Regions from separate parts of the Zea mays genome. Here region 1 is linked to region 2. Evidence: chromatin contacts called from public Hi-C data. All regions are on one chromosome and are shown on one strand. The core of a region is the stretch at or near the end of the contact, and the rest is flanking DNA. Distances in the headings are between cores, read along the strand shown. Region 1 holds the start of LOC100273808 (putative protein kinase superfamily protein). Region 2 holds the start of LOC103654587 (probable NAD kinase 2, chloroplastic).

Evidence for each region. A called contact is a pair of places that touch in the nucleus more often than the background predicts.
Region 1: a Hi-C map of endosperm shows a contact between it and region 2, with 2.2 times the contacts expected there. The contact joins the promoter of LOC100273808 here to the promoter of LOC103654587 in region 2. A contact is called at or near these places in 2 of 25 Hi-C or Micro-C datasets (bundle sheath and endosperm).

The regions. Positions count from the first base shown.
Region 1 is chr4:215,836,143-215,841,553 of Zm-B73-REFERENCE-NAM-5.0, forward strand. It overlaps LOC100273808 (putative protein kinase superfamily protein), which reads left to right and starts at 2,589. Exons shown (of 7, transcript NM_001148209.2): 1 at 2,589-2,726.
Region 2 is chr4:215,482,693-215,488,013 of Zm-B73-REFERENCE-NAM-5.0, forward strand. LOC103654587 (probable NAD kinase 2, chloroplastic) reads left to right here and starts at 3,027. Exons shown (of 8, transcript XM_008681429.3): 1 at 3,027-3,735; 2 at 4,122-5,321. The coding sequence starts at 3,565.

The DNA of each region.
Region 1 (5,411 bases), core at 1,339-3,838, 350 kb after region 2:
AAATAAGTAGGAACATTAAAACAATATTAGTTAAAATAAAATAGGAATTCAGTTTGTAAATTTCAAGAAACAATGAGAATAGCTTCAATTTATTGGAATGGATTACCACCCTTCTAAGGCTATATATAAAATATTTTTTTGCGTGTTAAAGTAACTCATGATAGAAAGCAAATATACATTGCTCTCTCCTAAAATAATCAAGTAATGAATATTCACCTCTAAATGAAATTTTAACTTTAATACTTAAAACAATATTTTCTTAAAAATAAACATTTCATGTGTGCATTGCATATTTGAAATAATTTCACAAATAATAGGGAAGATAATTGGTAAAACAATAATTACATCACATGCTGGAGTTTTGTTGTACTTGTGCATATGAACTTGAATTTTGAATTCAGATTTAATTGTGTATTCAAAATAGAAATATGAAAATAAATTGAAAAAATGTAAAAATGGAGTCAGGTGCTCTCTGGGCTGAAACCCTCATCCGGCCCAGCAGACCTGCCCCTTTTTCCACCTCCCGGCCCATCATCTAACTCCAGCCCTACATCCGGGCCAATATGTGGGGTCATCCCGTCTGTTGGCTGCTCCTCACTCGCTCTCGCTGGTGATGCAGGCCCGTTCGTCAAACGATGCCGTGTGCGCATGCAAGCCGGGGCGCTGTGACCGCGTTCCCCTCCACCCATTGGCGTGTGGACCCAACTAGTCAAGTCGGGTCTTCCTTCTTCCCAGGGTTGTCGAGCCGGGGCCGAACTCCTCGTCGCGGATGGCGCCTGGGAGCTCGCCATGCCTGTTCCCTTCTCGGCACGGACTCGATCTCCAACTGAATCGCACGAGCCTCGGTTCGCAGGCATCCCTCGGGCTATAAAGTGTGTGCATCGTCTCCTTGGGACCCGCTCGCGTGACGCGCACGCCGAGGGCCGGGTCTCGCAGAGAACCACACTGTGAGCCACCATTACCGAGTCGCAAAAAGGATGGAGCTCGCCACTGTTATGGCCGGTTGTATTTACCACCATTCGGGGTCCTGTGAGGGGTATGGGTGACTCACCCTATACTAGCGGAGGCTTCTGTGGCGTCGTTGGGCGGATTGGGCCCCCCTTGCTTCGACTGAATTGCTCGCCGGAGTAGCATACCCACAGCGGATCGACCCGCGCGCGTGGGCAGCGTCGTCCGTGCCTCTGTCGTCGGTGAGAACCACCCTTTCATATTCACCATATTCTGCGGTTCACGTAGCACCTACCTGCGGTTGAATTAGGGCGTCGGGCGACTTGGGCATGGACCGCGTCGGCGGACCTCAGCCGTGGGGCGTGCAGTCACCGTCGTGGCCAGGCCGCCGGGTTTGGTGAAGGCCATGACCATGTTTTCGATGGAATTTGTTGTTTCTATAAAAAATATTGATTATATTTTACAAAATAAAACCTAAATATGAGATATATCAGGTTACTAAGAAAAACATGTATGTTTTACCGTATTTTTTCTTTTGATTTTTATATTTCTCATTTTTTGAATTTCGAGCGATTTTTTTAAAACTTTTTATAAACTGTCTCGGAAAACCATTCTCGTCTAGTTAAAGGTAACGAGAAATTTTACCGAAAACAAGTGGTTTCCGATCAGGTCACTGCTGGCCATGAATGACGTGGACATCAACCCGCTAGCATGTAGCCACCCATGCGCTAGCCTTCCACGTGTCCCTCGTGTGCCGGCTCTAGATGAGTTGCTTGCCCTCGCGTGGTCGTTGTCAGTTATGAGGTGCAAATCTGCCTGTCTCTAGCTATCTTATTTCTATTTTAAATTTTACAATGTAATCTACTGTATAAATCATCTGTTTTACACGATCTACGTGTCGCGCGAGATGTTCGTCGCACGTTCACGTGATGCCTTCCTCTTCTAGGGCTAATGGTGGAGGACTGCATTCACACCGTTAACTCCAAATGTGTCTGAGAATGCTCTTTGCAGTTAAAGTTGCATCTCTCAATGGGATTAACGGAGTTCTTTTGGCTTGTTTGAGAGCAAATAGAGTAGATTAGCAAGAGAATTAGCCCTTTAACAGCAACTTCAAAAGAACGTGTAAACTAAGGTTTTTCTTGGTCAAACAACTCCCTCGTTCTTCCAAAAAAATTCGCGTCCTACATCCGCAGCCTCCTCTCACTCATATTTTGGTGTATTCTCTCTTCCCAATCCATTCTTCAACGTATCGGATCATCCATAACCTCCCGATGACTGTATAGATTCCGCTACATGTTATATTTAGATAAACTGTTAGAGTACCCATCATAATTCACTCTTAAAACTTTTTAGCCTACTTTTAATAATCAGTTTTTGGGATAAAATTCTTAACATCCTTTTAGAGTTGCTCTGAGCCCTTCAATCTTCTTCCAAACAAACCCTTAGCTATATTTTCTTATCCTCACGATCCACCGAACAAAATTTTCCAGTAAAAAAAATACAGACCTCTTAAATCCATTTTGTACTGGTGTTGGTCAAACCACTACAAGGCATCTTTATTCTAGTGGAGCCTACTTGCCTGCTGGGCCATCATATTCATACGCCGCCTCCATACAGCTCGGAAAGATATCCCTCCGATCCAGTTCCGGCATGCTTAATCTTCGGGTCAACGGTTTCGATGGAAACCCAGTGAGACACTGCGGCCTTCGCCCTTCCATCTTCATCCAGCTGGGGAAGATAACCCTCCGATCCGGCGCAGGCATGCTTAATCTGTCCAGGTTAGTAGTAGATCTTCTCGACGCATAATATGAGTTGGTAGCCAATCAATAATTCATTCTACAGCCCCCCGCGTCGTCGTGAGGGACGGCACGGGCGGTTCCCGCAACGCCGCCACCAACCCTCTCGCTCCTCATCTCCCTCCCCTCGCCGCCGTCCGAGCTCGCTGGCGGAGGTCCGCCTGGCGGCAATGAAGGTGGCGGCGGGGCCTCTTTCCCACGGGCTCTCTCCCCACGCTCGCCATCAGGCTTGTCACCATGGTAGCGACGTCGGTGGTGGCTGACTTTTGAGTGGCGGGTGCTCTCGTGGTTCGGCCCGGTGGTGGCAGATCCGGTGACGCCGGATCCGGTAGTCCTCGATCCGATCCTTCGTTGTGGACGCCAGCGTGGATTAGCACGGAAAAGTCTCCTTTGCTCCACTGACAATGAGCTTTAAATTTTGCACTATAAAATTTAAGGATAGTAAGATTGGACTCTATTTCTATTAATTTTTGAACTAAAATATTTTTAGGGCCCCAATAATTTATGAAGAAACATTTGGATCGCGATCCATTACCACCCCTAACCTCGCTTGACTCTCCTCTACTTAGCTTAGGGGTGTTAATCTTCAAGTTAGGACCCTGTATGTTCTGGATGCCGTGTCAGTCATCCTCGACGAGTTCCCAGTTTGGTGCACGACGATCTCGCCGGCGTCGACACTATCTCTGTCCGAGAGCCCCGACGATAGCCCGGTGCACTTGCACTCGGGAGCGCTATGTCAAGCTAGGGTAAGAGACTTTTCCCCTGGTAATCCATGCTGGAAAGGACGTGGTGCGCGGGTGTGTTGAGTCACATAGGCGAAAGTGGCAAAACTGTGGCGTATTTCAAAATTCGTTGGCAATGTGTTATGGACAATCTAAAACTGGCATTTGGAGAGTTGACATCCGTAAGGATGGCAAAGAGTTAATTATCTAGCTTGGGGAACGTGGTCATGTTCCATGGCACTAGGTGGCGGCATAGGCGTGTTATGCTTTGGTGGCGGCACGGGTAAGGTGAGCGCGGCGTGACAACCTCTGCGGTGACTTGCGCGAGGATTTGCACAATAGTTTAGTTTGCACTTGCTGATGTCGATGACGAGAGCGCAACATGATGGATTCACACCGGGGGACGACGGTCTAGAGTCTAACAACCAGATCTGTTCAACTCAGATCGGAATCGTTTGTCGGAGATGTGCTTTCGAGTGACGACCGTGAAGAGGCGGTCCTAGAGGAGCTTGTGGCTGACTCAGGTGTGGTGGCAGTTGCGTGGAGGCGGCGGGAGGCCACGCATGCACATCGACGACTAGAATGTCGTGCGAGCGCAGTGCCTGCACGAAGGCCATGTGTGTGCAACGATCGTGCGACCATGATGTGAAGGCCGTGCATGATTTGTGGTGGGTGTGCGTGAGTGGTGGAGGCGGTAGGCAGTGCGTGTGCTGCGGTGGCGTGGCAATGGTGCGGCGAGGCCAGGAACAACACCAACACAGAGGTGATTGAGAGCACGTGGTGGCGGTGCGAAGTTGGCATGGCGAAGACACGAAACCCACACATGGGCAATGGTGGCAATGAGGCCGTGGGTAGTGAAAGTGAGCAGGTGGCAGTGGCACAACAGCATAGGGGCCGCACATGCTATGGAGGGCGCAATGGCTGTGTGATCTATAGTGGAGTAGCAACATGTGGTTGCATGGGCTGTGGCGACTTGGAGGCTCAAGAGTTGTCATCCTCGTCGTTGCTATTATGACTGATGGTTTGCCGACGATGGTCCAACTCGACTAGATGTGAATCATTGGTTTCTCTGCCTCCCCTCTGCTATGATCGTGCTATCAGGTGCTCTATTTTGGCCGACAAAGCTAGGATGGTTGTGGTCAGGGCGAAATCCTAGATGGCGACAATTGTAGATGTCGCTTCCTCTTAGGAGACGTCCACTCTGTCCTATATGATAGTTTCATTGTGTGAAAACACTGTCTATTTGTGGGCCGACAATAGCACCACCAATTGGTGTTGCACCTTCTTGAAGGTGTTGTCTTTTGTGTCTAGCGCCCCATGATTGGTGGTGGCAACCACTTGTGGCCTATTAGAAGTTGGAACTGCTATGTCCAGGTTGATGAGCTTGACAATGATGGCTCAAACTCAAAGTTGTGTTTGGTTTGTGTGGTAGTGGTTGGCAAGGAGAACCATGTAGACTTTTTATCTAGTCGGTTATTGGACTTGGTGGCATATTGGTGCTTGACGAGCTCTATCGCTTGTCATAGTGGGTTTTGGTGGTAATGACCATACAATTAGAGAATTAATGAGATTTATCAAGTTGACAAGCATGTTAAATAAAAAGAGGACAATACATGTGATAGTTTTTTTTTTGAAAAAGGACACGGCAAGAGCTTTGCCATGGCCAAAAATTTATTAGAAAGGGACACTTACAAACACTGGATAGGAAAGACAACACTAGGGGAGAGGGGGGGGGCAAAGAAAAGAAAAGAAACACTAGCAAAACAGCCCACTAGAAACCCAGCACGCCACACAAACAAAATGCTAAAACGCTAAAACTAACTAGAAGCTCTTTGCGGGTTGAAATCTTCTTTGACGAAATTGGCCACTTCTCGCTCGCTCTTCTCAAGACCATGAAAGATTCTTCGATTTCTTTCTTTCCAAATCTCCCACCAAAAGTAAATAC
Region 2 (5,321 bases), core at 1,777-4,276:
TTAGCCCTGCCGCCTCAACTTGTGCCACCTTGCTAGGTAGCGCTTCCTTGCTTCTTGTTGCTTTAAGAGCAAAGGGTTGAGGCTCATTGATTTGACCATTCAATGCATCGTCCACGTATCTCGCCTCCTTGATCATCATTCGCCCGCTCACGAACTTCCCAAGAACTTCTTCGGGCGACATCTTGGTGTACCTAGGATTTTCACGAATATTGTTCACCAGATGTGGATCAAGTACAGTAAAGGACCTTAGCATTAGGCGAACGACGTCGTGGTCCGTCCATCGCGTGCTTCCGTAGCTCCTTATTTTGTTGATGAGGGTCTTGAGCCGGTTGTATGTTTGGGTTGGCTCCTCGCCCCTTATCATTGCAAATCTCCCGAGCTCGCCCTCTACCAACTCCATCTTGGTGAGTAAGGTGACGTCGTTCCCCTCATGAGAGATCTTGAGGGTGTCCCAGATCTGCTTGGCATTGTCCAAGCCGCTCACCTTATGGTACTCGTCCCTGCACAAAGAGGCTAACAACACAGTAGTAGCTTGTGCATTTTTATGAATCTGTTCATTAATAAATATAGGACTATCCGAGCTATCAAATTTCATTCCATTCTCAACAATCTCCCATATACTTGGATGGAGAGAGAACAGGTGACTACGCATCTTGTGACTCCAAAATCCGTAGTCCTCCCCATCAAAGTGTGGAGGTTTGCCAAGAGGGATGGAAAGCAAATGTGCATTTGAGCTATGCGGAATACGAGAGTAATCGAAAGAAAAGTTCGAATTAACCGTCTTTCTTTTGTCGTAGTCGTTGTCGTCGTTGTCCTTTTGGGAAGAGGTGGACTCATCGCTGTCGTCGTAGTAGACGATCTCCTTGATGCGTCTTGTCTTCTTCTTCTTCCCATCTTTGCGTTTGTGGCCCGAGCCTGAGTCGGTAGGCTTGTCATCCTTCGGCTCGTTGACGAAGGACTCCTTCTCCTTATCGTTGATCACAATCCCCTTTCCCTTAGAATCCATCTCTTCGGGCGATTAGTCCCTTTCTTGAAGAGAACGGCTCCGATACCAATTGAGAGCACCTAGACGGGGGGTGAATAGGTGATCCTGTGAAACTTGAAACTTAATCCACAAAAACTTGATTAGGCGTTAGTACAATAATGCCAAGTGGCTAGAGAGGAGTCTCAACAAAACACAATAACCACAAGAGATCAATCACAGAGATGGCACAGTGGTTTATCCCGTGGTTCGGCCAAGACCAACGCTTGCCTACTCCACGTTGTGGCGTCCCGACGGACGAGGGTTGCAAGCAACCCCTCTCAAGCGGTCCAAAGACTCACTTGAATACCACGGTGTTTTGCTTGCTTTACTATATCCCGTTTGCGAGGAATCTCCACACTTTGGAGCCTCTCGCCCTTACACTTGAAATTCACAAAGAAGCACAGAGTAAGGGAGGGATGAGCAACACACTCAAGACAAGAAATCACAACAACACCACTCACACAAGTCGCAACAAGAGCTCACAACAGGACTCAATGAGTTCACAACTCAACTAGAGCTCTAATTGTTATCGCAAGGAATCAAGATCGCGGAATTGATGTCTTAGTACTTAGGAATGCTTGGTGTATCTCCTCCATGCGCCTAGGGGTCCCTTTTATAGCCCCAAGGCAGCTAGGAGCCGTTGAGAGCAATCTGGGAAGGCAATTCTTGCCTTCTGTCGCCTGGCGCACCGGACAGTCCGGTGCACCACCGGACACTGTCCGGTGCGAATCTCTTTCCTTATTTGGCGAAGCCGACCGTTGGCGCCTTGGAGCCGTTGGCGCACCGGACACTGTCTGGTGCACACCAGACAGTCCGGTGCCCCCTTCTAGCCGTTGGCTCGGCCACGCGTCGCGCCCGGATTAAGCGGCCGACCGTTGGCCCGGCGACCGTTGGCCCGGCGACCGTTGGCTCACCGGACACTGTCCGGTGCACACCGGACAGTCCGGTAAATTATAGTCGTACGCCGTTAATTTCTTCCCGAGAGCAGCAAGTTCGCCTGAGCCAGTCTGGCGCACCGGACACTGTCCGGTGCACCCAGACAGAGCTGGCTTTGGCTGAACAAGGCCATCTCTTCTCCAATTCGATTTCTCCTGTTTCCAGCACTTAGACACAATGCATTAGTCTCTAAAATAATGTACTAAGTCTGAGAAACATACCTTTATACTTGATTTGTACTTTGTCCACCATTTGACATTTAGGCACTTGTGTTGGACACTAAATCACCAAAACACTTAGAAATGGCCCAAGGACACATTTCCCTTTCACTTGTACTCCAACATGTTGTACTATTATCTGTGCTTCCTTCTTTTGCTTCTTATTGGCTGGTTCGGAGCTTGAACCACCTGTGATTGGGAACACTAGCTTCGTGGCCGAAGTTGACGCAGCTTGATCACCTTGCGAAGCCATTGTCGTGGTCGTTGAAGTGAGTTCAGTGGAGGTGGACAACAATGCTGGTCTCTTGTTTATGATTGCTAAATAATAAAACAAGGCAATATAAATATTATATAAAAAAGACCTTTGTCCTTCGAAGCATCAAATCCTTTTGGGTTTGATGATTCTCGAACGAAGGTTACGAAGAACAAGTCTTCATCATTCACAAATACAAAAATGTATTTTCAAATGTAACCTTATAATAATTATTTATATCACATTAAACATTAAATAACATTGAAGTTTTATATCGTATATTATCAAAGTGATATAAGATATGTATATTTATATATATGTTTATTACATTGATAGATTCGGCTTGCTCTAAGGAGAAAATGAGAAGCAATCTTAATTCTGACGTGAACAATATGAGATACTGTTCATCTATTTATAGTAAGGGACGCAGTCCAAGCAAAAGTACGTTTATGACCCTGATATATACACAAAATTCTAATATAAAACATCAGAGATTAACTAGTCTTTTCCTTTTCGGCTCAACATCGTGTTTTGACCTTCGTAACCACCTTATACGGAAGTTGCATTCTTTGGCGCTTTACACATGTTTATTGTAGATTCAGTATTTAGTATTATTGCATACAAATAATTTCTCCTTAAGGATCTTCGATATAGAAAAAGACCCCCAACAGTCCACAATTAGTATTGACATGACTCAAACCTCATCCGTTTAGCAACCGTCCAAGAACGTCAATTTCAGAAAAAGAAGATCTCATGGTTCCATTTTCACCTCTTTTCTCCGTCTCCCCTTTTTCCAGCCATATTTGTTTCCGAACCTTTTTCGTGTACCGTGTTTATTGTGTTTTCCATTTCACCCCTTGTTTTCGACATGCCATTGCTCCTCCCTCAAACGCCACGGCTTTTTTCACGAACCAACTGTGACAATCCAGTCAATTCTGATCTCTAGGCCCTCGCTTCCCCTTCCTGTGGATGCCATCGGGGCGCTCACCGGGACAACATACTCCTCGACAGCGACGCCGCCGCGCTTCCTTGAGGAAAGCTCGTAGCTGCCCCCGCGCAAAGCTCCGGTCTTTCTTGGCCCTGACCCCTCCTCCCCGCCGCCGGCGCCGCGTGAGCACGCCGCGCTTGGCTTGATGCTCGACTTCTGCGCGCCCCACGGGCCCGCCAAGCTCCCGGTTGCGTCTGTCGCTGGGGTGCGAGTCGCCGGCAGGTGGTTGTGGCGATCGGCGGCGGTTGGGGCGGTGCGCCATGGCGTCTCCGCGCGGGCCTCATCCTTCGGTTCCCGGATCGGGCTCGATTCTCAGGTTGGTTGGCCTCCTTCCCCGTTTTTGACCGTTTGGCCGCACAGTTGGGGAGCAAGGAGCAATTCGTCGAACTGTTAGGCAGCAGCTCCGAACGCGCTTCTGGGGTTTTGGCAGCCTCTAATTCGACACCATTCATTAGTAGCTGTCGTAGTTCTGTAGGAAATATGGCTGTTGTCCTGTACTTGCTCATCAAGTAGTTTATCCTGATTCTTGGGGGAAGTTTTGTCCTGCAGTGCGATATGATGCTAGACAGGAGCTTGTATTTGCTTTGTTGTTCGCTTGCATCGATAGCTCCATGTCAATTTTGTATTGAATATGTTCCTACTTCCATTTGTCATGATTGAGACGATGATGCTGTATTTGATGGATCAAATGGTTTTTTGTAGAATTTTCACACAAGGGACCTCTCCCAGTTGTTGTGGATCGGTCCGGTGCCAGGTGACATCGCAGAGATTGAGGCCTACTGCCGCATATTCCGTGCTGCCGAGCAGCTCCATACTGCAGTCATGTCAGCACTCTGTGATCCAGAGACAGGAGAGTGCCCTGTACGCTATGATGTTGAATCAGAGGATCTGCCGGTGCTGGAAGACAAGGTTGCTGCCGTCCTTGGCTGCATGCTGGCGTTGCTGAACCGGGGAAGGAATGAGGTGCTCTCAGGGAGATCAGGTGTTGCAAGTGCCTTCCAGGGATCTGAGGACAGCACTGCTGATAGGATCCCACCGCTCGCCTTGTTCCGTGGAGACATGAAGCGTTGCTGTGAGAGTATGCAGGTGGCGCTTGCAAGCTACCTTGTGCCAAGTGAACCTAGGGGGTTGGACATATGGAGGAAGCTGCAGAGATTAAAGAACACTTGTTATGATGCAGGTTTCCCGAGGGCTGATGGTTATCCATGTCCGACATTGTTTGCAAATTGGTTTCCAGTGTACCTTTCGATTGTGTCAGATGATTCAGGAATGGATGAGCTAGAGGTTGCATTTTGGAGGGGAGGACAAGTCAGTGAGGAGGGACTGGCATGGCTACTTGGAAAGGGATTCAAAACTATTGTTGATCTCCGGGAAGAAGATGTTAAAGATGATTTGTACCTTTCAGCAGTTCAGGAAGCTGTCTCATCTGGGAAGATAGAGGTGGTGAATATGCCAGTTGAGATTGGAACTGCACCATCAGCTGAACAGGTTCAGCAATTTGCAGCTCTTGTGTCAGATGGCGCAAAGAAGCCCATTTATCTCTACAGCAAAGAAGGTGTTTCTAGGACGTCTGCAATGGTCTCAAGATGGAAACAGTATGTTACTCGTTCAGAGAGATTGGCTGTCCAAAATCACTCTCTAAATGGGAATGGTAACATCCTGACAAATCACAAGACCATGCAGCACACTGGCATACCAAGTTCCTCTCCGAATGGAGCTGAAAATGGTATGATAACAGAATCTGATAGGACCATGAACAATGGGGAATCAAGTGAGATAGACATAGATACAGCTCGTCATAATCTGGAGGTCACTAATGCCCTTTGTAATGATCAAAGCACTCAACAAGGTGAAATGCCTGACACCGTGGCAGAACTCTTGTCAAACTTTAAACTGGAGAGT